Regions from separate parts of the Gossypium arboreum genome. Here region 1 is linked to region 2. Evidence: chromatin contacts called from public Hi-C data. All regions are on one chromosome and are shown on one strand. Each heading gives the region's core, a stretch centred on a gene start, on an enhancer-like site or on the middle of the called end of the contact. The rest is flanking DNA. Distances are from core to core; before and after follow the strand shown. Region 1 holds the start of LOC108462069. Region 2 holds the start of LOC108463963 (probable protein S-acyltransferase 22).

Region 1 (4,441 bases), core at 1,367-3,866, 200 kb after region 2:
ATGTGTAAGACCATAGCTTGACTATGACAACTAATAGAATCCATCAAGACAATAATCACGAGGATTATAAAATGTAAGACCATAGCTCGACTATGACAACTAATAGAGTCCGTTGGGACAATAAATACGGAAAAGCCCACTATGACGTTAAACATGGGGTTAGGTTGTGAAGGATCGCAGCTTAGCTATTGTAAAGTATGGTAGTCCGCTAAGACAATAAACACAGGTAGTCTACCGGGATGTTAAAAACAGGATAATTTGCTAGGATGATAATTGGGGGAAATTATGCGGACGAAGGAAAAGAGGAATTGAAATAAAAGTGTAAGTGTTGGCAGGAGATAGATAGCCAGCGGGTTAATGATGAATTCGTCGAACAAGGCTAAGAAATAGAAAAGGGAAATAGTCCACCAAAACAATAATAATAGAAGTTGGTAGGACATAGGGTGGGAACCCGACGAGAATCACTCATCAAAAATGAAGAACAAATAGTGTCAAACGAATAGATCAATGAAAAGAGGTTTATCCTAGGATTGTAGTTAGGGATCTACCACTAATGGTCGCCAGATGGTGTCCAACGAAATATTGTATGAGAGAAAGAGAAGTACCAAAAAGGAGTAACCAAGCGTCAGATATGTCTGTCAAAATTATATCTTCTTAAGGGGAATTCATTTCTAGTTTATTCGCCATAGAGTCAGATCCATATATAATCAGCCTATAAGAGAGATAGAAAGCTTGAATGGTTGATTAGGTGACAGTGTGTGGGATGCCAGAGATCAAAATGGTCCAATGTGGATGGATCTTTCTCATAGTCAAAAGTTGGGATTTATGAATAGGGCGGATTACAAGGGAGTAATCCAAACAATATTGCAACTCGAAAGTGAGGTGGAAGTAGAAAAAATGAAACAAGGTTAAGATTGTCAATACGACGTAACCCTTTTCTAGTAATTCTTATGAGTAGAATGTCAGCTTATATGCCAGATTTAAGGTGGACAACGGGTGAGATGGGTGAGGTCAAGTGAAGTTTCACTAGAATTAGTTGAATGGTCATAAGCAGACCAAGTAATGATCACTTAGCGATCATTCTGCTATTGAAGAAAGGCGAAAGGCGAGCAAGAGTCTGACACTCTAGATGAAAATGGATCGTCTAAACGAGACAAGAAGTAGTGTGTGTTTAGTTCTTTTTTACTTGAACCCGTGCAAGATGGGGTCTATTTTCGTTTAATGCAGCAAAGAAACTCACTAAGTTCATTTGAACTTACAAGGGTTTTGACTTGTTATTGCAAAACTCGCGGGATAAGGAATCAAATAGGGACTAAACCAGGCTGTGTTAGATCAATGATCACCGTCAAGGGTGTCATGCACATAGGAAAGAGGTACCTTTAGAGGCTTAGCCTCAAAATCAAATACATTGTAATTAAATAGCTGCCTTAGAGTCCAACATTTTCGGAGTTAGCGACTTTATTAAATTTAAGGGTTCGATTGTAATAAGTTTTTTAACTCCTCCTTTAAGACTATTAAGTCTAAAAAATATGTGGCCAGGAAATCCGGTTAAGTTGTGAACTCCATACCCGAATTCAGCAATTGGGTCGATAAAGGTGTTACAAATTGCTTGCTAAGTTGCAACTATCTTAGTCTTATTGAAGTATAATGACATTTTTTAATGTATTTTCAAATTGTTGAGAAACATTTATTTTAATGTTTTTTTGTGTATTTGATGTATTATATTTTTTAAATTTGTTTTTGTATAAAAAATATTTAATACAGGCAGGCTCGATCGAGCTCAAGTTTAGCATTTTTAATCTGGATCATGCTTGGACAGAATTTTAGACCCATTTTCAGGTCGGGCTTAAAAAATAGGCCTAAAATTTTGCACTGGCCCAACCCATGATTAGGTCTAGTTTAATCTTAGCTCAAATCTAATGTCCAGGGATGAAGTCAGAAAATTTTTTTTGTGCAGAAATAAATAAAAAATTTAGGGAGGCAACATGCAATTTGATCATTGTACTAATTTTTTATTTCCTAAAAATTGAAAGGTTATATAGATAATTTTTTTTATTTTTGGGGCCATGGCAATTGTCTACCCCTTTCCTTTTGCCCTTGCGAATGTGGAGCATATTTAAAACTTGTAGATTAAATTATAATCATGCATGTACTTACTTCATGGATAATTTGAATCCGACATATTTAAAAAAAGAAAAGAAAAAAACCATCACAAATTTTATTAACATTTTGCTTTTTCAAGATGTCAAATATAAGTTATTCATGTGGTAGGTAATTGACATTTTAATACACTCTACGTTAGACTTAAATTGACATTTTAATGCTTAAATCGATGGTCAGATTGGCAAAAGAACCTAATTGATACAAAATTGATGCTTTGAAAATTGAATTATAGCTATTTGAAGTTTAGGGACTGATTTAAAATATGTGTGATGATTTGTGATGTTTGACAAAATTAACCCAAAAATCATTATAATTACTAACTCCTTTTCTTTAGGATAATAATTGATAATGCCACGTAGGATTAAGACAAAAGCGGTAAAGCCCGCGAAATCTCGGGCGAGAAAACAAAAAATTAAAAATAAAAATAGTAAAAGAAGAAATCAGACAGTAATTGAATGAAAGAAGCAGAAAACAGAAACAGGACAAGAGGGGGGGATTTAAAAAGGGGACATTTGCAAATTAAGGACCCGCTTATAACGGAGGGTCTGTCTCAGATCCTTTCAATTTTATCTCCTCCATTTGTCTTCCTTTCCACTCTCTGTTTCTCGAGTATTTCTTGAGTTTTTTTTTTTTCTTATCTCTGGTCCCAATTTACCCCCCCCCCAAAAAAAAAAAAACAGAGACCAAAGACAGAGACATAAGCAGGGAGAAAGAGAGACAGAGAGAGGAACAGAGACACACACAGAGAGAGAAGGGGTTTTAAAGTTCCGAAGTGAAGAAGAAACTGTTATGTTCTTCGTCCATGCCGGGATTTTAACCTTTCTCTCCTCAGGTTCTTACCTTTTATCCTCTCTTTTTTTTTTTAACATTTTTTTCATGTATGGATGTATCATACGTATGTTTTGATTTCAGTTTGATGAAGCCTGATCCTCGGAGCATTTCAGCTTTAAGCCTGGTCCTTCTTGCACCGGTAGCAGCCTTGATAAAGAGATCCCCGGCAATATGGGTGGTTGCGCCTCGGTATACGGTCAAATGGCAATACCTAGACCACATAAACGACACTTCAGTTTCGGGAAGCGTCACGGAAAGATATCGGGAAAGATTCCCCCTCCCATACCTGAAGTACGTAGGAATATGAGCGATGCCAGCATGACCGATATCACCGTTAGTGAATACGTTCACGTAGACTACGAGAACGGGTCCGAGATGTCTAACAAAACATTTCATGTAACACAGCTACAATATAACCACAGTCAACTTTCTTCCAATGGTACTCTCCTATCCCATCATCCCATTGGCACATATGTTATTTTAATAGTAGCAATGATATTATGTTGCAGGGAAATGCCAAGATGAAGTATGGTTCGATTCGGTTAGTATTATGGAGTCCGAGTCGGACGAGGATTGCCATAGCGTATACGGAGGTAATTTCACTCCTTTCTCATCCCAGTTGGAACTGCATCATGTTATGTAGATATGAAACATTTTATGAATGTTACAAACTTTGAAGGCCTGAACAATGAAACCCAACAGGTGGAGCCGAGCGGTACGTTTACCGTCCCCGAGCTGGAGTTCAAATCCCTTGTTCAGGAGAGAAGGCGACACCAGGAACGTGGTCAGAGATTTCACCTTCAGTTTTCAAGCTTCGCGGACTGAATTTCTTTAGGCAAGCCATTTTAGTTTATCCACCACAAATGTTAATGCAATGCTTTCTCATACATTATCTCATCAAAATGTTGAAACTTGATACGATTTTGCAGAGATAAACAGAAGTCCCCAGCACCAGATTGTAGCCCATATGTACCAATAGGGGTTGATTTATTTATCTGCGCAACTAAAATGAACCACATTGCTGAGCAAGTTCAATTACCAAAAGTAAAACCACATGATAAAGTGCCTGCTCTTTTGATTGTTAACATACAGGTTCTTGTTTTTGTCTCTTTGAATCGCATGTTTTTTTTTTTTTTTGGCGGGGAGGGTGGGGGCATTATCTTACACAATTTAACAATGTCTCTTGATTTGGCGGTTTGTTGTTGCAGGTGCCAACTTATCCTGCCAATGTGTTTATCGGTGATGCCAATGGGGAAGGTTTGAGCCTTGTCTTGTATTTTAAGGTCTCGGATACTTTTGATAAAGATATATCCCCTCAATTCCAGGAAACCATCAAGGTATTCATTCACTCCCTCACCAATTATACAACCTTACAATCAATGTTTGTGTCCTTTTTTTTCTTTGGATAAATTCTACCAAAATTACGAGTTGAATTCTTAATCGGCCC
Region 2 (4,767 bases), core at 873-3,372:
TAGACAAGACTTGGGAAATGACTCAACCATCCACATTTTAATCGAATAATAGGATCAACTATGACTTGTAGACAAGACAAGGGAAATGACTAAAACATGCACACTTAGCACCTAAAGTGTTAGCATATTTCATGACCTCCATGAATGCATTTCAAACAGTACACTAATTTCATTCTAAAGAGCCATCTTAAAGCAGACGATTTGAGTCTGATGTACTAACTGTAATCATCTAAAATGCCAATATGTACTTTAAACAGCATACCTTCAAGTTCAAAGAAAAGCTAACTTACTTCTAACCATCCAATCTGCATTCTGCCCCCACAAAATCACCAACCACAGTTCTCCTGAGCTAGACTCAATTAGGCCATATGCTATTACAGTAAATAAACACAGTCTTTACTACTATTATATATGACTTTAAGAGAGAACAGTTCTCAGTTTACAAATTCCAGTCAGCAGATAACATCATAGAAGCCTAACTTCTTTGTGTGAAATATTTCTTTAAGAGAGAGTTCATCAACCTAGCATTATCTAGAATTGTCAGTAAGTACCCCAGTCCCCGATAGCATGGACTTGCCCAAATGTTCTCGAGTATTTTATAACTTATGAGAACTATCAAACAAACCGTCTTAAAGTTTCAGATCTCTGTGTTTGCTGTGATAACAGTTCAGCAGTTCATAATTTAACATTTCCTAAAAGTAATACAAAACATTTATGAGCCAATAAACTACTTCAATAAAAGAATTTTTGCTCCAAAAAGGAAGAGCAATAAGACCAGCTGTTAACCAGAAGAAATTTAGCCACTAATAATCCTTTAATGGATGAAATTTGAAACTCTTGTATAGAATCAATGCCTCCTAAAAGGAACAATGGCTAAAAGACAATTGCCCTTATCAGCTAAAGTCACAAGTTGATGATATGCTTGAGAGACTCCATAAGATAAAACAACCAAAAGAAAAAAAAAAGAAAAAAAAATCAGATTTAGAAAAAGGAAAGGACCCTTAGATTAGAGGGAAAATAAATGAATCAGAGAGACCAACAGGCAAAGAAAACATAGATCTCAATTCTTCCACCTACTAGAAAATAAAAATAAAATAAAAGGAAAAATGTTGAAATGGCTTACAAGAGGAGTATAGATTCCAATCACAATGTATTGAAACATCTTCTTCCCAACAAAAGGAGCAAAGAACACATAGAATGCAAATCCAAGTGCCAAGAACACAGCAACAGCAACCACCTTTGCAAAAATAAGTAAAAAAAAAAAAACGAAAACTTTGCTAAATTACCCAGAATTGGAACAACAAAAAAGCTCAGCAATTTTACATAAAAATGGAAATAGTAACAAAGAACCAAAAACAAAAAATACCTGGAGTGGATGATAAGGAAGCTGCCATCCATGCTTCCTCATTTCCTCTTAAAATGTTAAACGAACAGAGAAGGGGAAAATATGGAAAAGAGTGAAAGTCAAAATCTGCTGGGTATTTTTCCTATACTTAGTTTCTCACACTTTCCCTCACTTTCCGGGGAAAATAAAGATCACTCATTTCACTAGACCACCAACCAAGCATTACCCTTTGTTTTTTTTTTTTGTTTTGTTTTTTTTTTTACCTTCACGGGTCTAATAAAAAAAAGGGCAAGAAAAATGTAAAGTGTAAAAGAAAAAGAACAAGGTAGCTGAAGAAGATAGGTTTGGACAGTAAGGAAAGCTTTGTCTGGTTCACACAATCATGGCCCCTGCCTCATGCAATGAAAGAGAAAAGACAGAAAAAAACACAAGAAGGGCTAGTCTGGGGTTTGGGTATTTATTTGTTTCTTATATAAAGCATTTTGCTTGGCCATAAGATCTGTCTCAAAACTCTCAAACTGTGTCTCTAAGTAACAACATGCGAGAGAACTGGTTTTTTTTTTTTTTTTTTCATTCTTTCGTTTCCATTGCCTATAATGTACCTTCAAAACCCAACTTTTACTTTTTTTTTTACTTTAATTTTTTGTTTAATTTTCTTTGTTTAATTTAATCATGTTCAAAGTGTCACAACATCAGGCCCATCGCTGCAAATAGACAGTTGTTCGGTTTCATCTTTTGTAATTGCCTTCACCAACAATTGTCTTAAAAATTCCTTTTTCAGCATTTTCCATCAATATTTTGACCCAGTTAGCGTTTTTAGTCTTAAATTATACATTATTATTATTATTATTATTTTAGCTTAGAAGTATTCATAATTTGCCAAGAAAAAAAAGTATGCATAATTATATATTTTAGTATTTTAAAAAATATTTTGACATAAGTATTTCATTTCTTACATTCTTTCGACTTTAGCCTATCCCTTTTCTCTTTTTTTTTCACCCATCATCATATTCATTTTCCTTTATCTTTCTTTTAGATGTGAAAAAAAAAATTCAAACTTTTGCATAAGATTCCTCCCATAATTTTTGTCCTAGTGCATTTCATGTTTTCATATCATTTTAATGCATATCATCACATTATAATCATGTTTAAAATATTTTATGATAATTTGTATTATAAATTATTATTTCGTTTGAGGTTTTTATTACAAGCAATGTTAAAAATACCATGTATCTTATTTAACTATTTTTTTTATTTTTAACATCAATTAATGATATAACCTATTAATTTTTCTTATAAAATCAAACCACTTCACTATCAACATTTGTGGCGTATGTCTCGCATTTATCGAACGTTTTGCAAGCACTTATTGGAGATACATGTGCGACGTCACGACGAGGAGATATGTGACATTACAACAATGCGACGGGCAAGGGACGACGTCACGACGAAGGTCGTCAAGACGTAAAAACGAGGCGACGATCTCTTGATGTAGGAGCAGCGGCGACATCACAATAAGGAAAGTCGTGGCCTTTGTAACCCTGATTTAGACATGCCAATCAGAGAGGGTTTTTCTTTTAAGGGGACAAGAAGTAGTCGCATATGAATTTGAGAAAGTTTTTTGTGGTAACTATGGAGTGAATTATGTTCCCAAGTTAGGGTTTCGTTTTCAAAGTTTGGGTTTTGTACATTTCATATATTTAGGTTTATTTTCTCCATATTGTACTCTCGTGTGTTTACTCATTTACTGAAAAGCCGAAGCCTCCTTCGTTCATGGTTTTATCTTCTTCGAAGGAGTTTTCCATGTAAATATTTGTGTTTGTTCTTCTCCACTTTACTATCTCGTTGTTTATACGGGTCGGTCCCCAACAAATTGATATCAGAGTCAATGATGAATTTCGATATGAAAAAGTTCGACGGGATCACAAATTTTATTTCTAACACTTTCGAATAATTACAGAAGTAGCTAATGTGGCTGAGCACAATGGTGATGATTCGTTGTTCTCTATATATAATTCGGTTGAAGGTGGCGTATTGTTAGATATCAGGCATGTGTCTGATTTTAAAAAAAAAAATCACATCCCCTTTTGGTCTTTAGGACTCAAATGGTTCGCAGAGTGTTTGAGGCAAAGTGTCACACCTCAAACCTAACCTAGACGTTATGGTTGGTTTTGGAAGGTTACATTAATAAATTGAAACTTTAGTCATATATTTTCAAAATTTATCTTATTCCAAAACTGAAAATTGTAGATTTTATAAAACTCGTCACAACTTTTGGTAGGAAGATTGTCATTTATAAAATGTTTAGGTGAAATTTTTAATCGTATACTTATAAAACTTGGTTTTTATAAAATCATCACACTTTAGTTACTTGCTTTGTTAAACACATAATCCTGATTAAAATTTTGCAGCGAAAAAATTCTTAGAGTTGTTTAACTTTAAAAATTATACGTTTATTTCAAATTATCAAAAATTATACCGGTTTTTAAAATAACTAACTAAAATATTTAACAAATCCCAAAACCAAAGTTAAAGTCCGAAAAACAGTCTATAAGTCCATAAAATCAAAAATAAAAGTTTCTAAACGAGTTAAACACAAAAATCAAATCGAGCTCTTGAGCGCCGCCAAATCCTAAGTCCGAGGATTACCTAAAAAATGTTAAACAAACAGAATGAGCTATAAAGTTCAGTGTGTGCCTTGGCCCACAAGCATAAATCACATCATAAACATGCTTAAATGCATATATCAGAACAGATGGATCAGAAGTCACACATGCTTAGCATAACATAATCAAATAGAATAATCTTACCCCCATCCGCTACACACTAAACCCCTCACCCATACCCGAGATCGGGACAAGGTACAAGGCGTTACCAGACACATACTCGGACACTTTCAGAAAATACAGGTTATAAAATTTCATTCTAATTTAAGACCGACCCAAACAACATCATAGTGTCCCGATTATGGACCTACAAGGTCCAAAACATACATTAAAAGGGATCTGGGACTAAACTGAGAACTATAGAAAATTTTAGAAAATTTACTAGAATTATGCCTTACACGCCCATGTGGAGGCAAGGCACACGCCCGTGTGCTTAGGGACACCCCTGTGTGTCCCACCCGTGTTGAATTATTTGGATTTATTTTTCATTTCAAACTTACAGAGATTTTCACACCGCCCGTATCCTTGGACCATGTCCCTCACACGCCCCAAACACGCCCGTGTCCAAAAACCCAGACATTCTGTTTATGATGTCATCATTCATTTTGAGGCATACAGCCAAGGCACACGCCCGTGTGCTAGGCCGTGTCCTCCACACGATTGAGACACACGACCGTGTCTCTACACGTGTGTTTACTACCATGCAAACTGACCTAAAATTTTAAGTGCAAGGGACACACGGCCAAGCAACATGCC

The links. Hi-C and Micro-C count contacts between places; a contact is called where the count stands out from the background.
Region 1: a contact with region 2 is called in a Hi-C map of leaf, with 4 times the contacts expected there. The contact joins the promoter of LOC108462069 here to the promoter of LOC108463963 in region 2. A contact is called at or near these places in 3 of 5 Hi-C or Micro-C datasets (all in leaf).

The regions. Positions count from the first base shown.
Region 1 is chr13:28,743,800-28,748,240 of ASM2569848v2, forward strand. LOC108462069 reads left to right here and starts at 2,617. Exons shown (of 9, transcript XM_017762068.2): 1 at 2,617-2,995; 2 at 3,076-3,433; 3 at 3,504-3,587; 4 at 3,697-3,829; 5 at 3,924-4,086; 6 at 4,203-4,331. The coding sequence starts at 3,166.
Region 2 is chr13:28,539,723-28,544,489 of ASM2569848v2, forward strand. It overlaps LOC108463963 (probable protein S-acyltransferase 22), which reads right to left and starts at 2,123. Exons shown (of 9, transcript XM_017763995.2): 1 at 1,367-2,123; 2 at 1,124-1,237. The coding sequence starts at 1,408.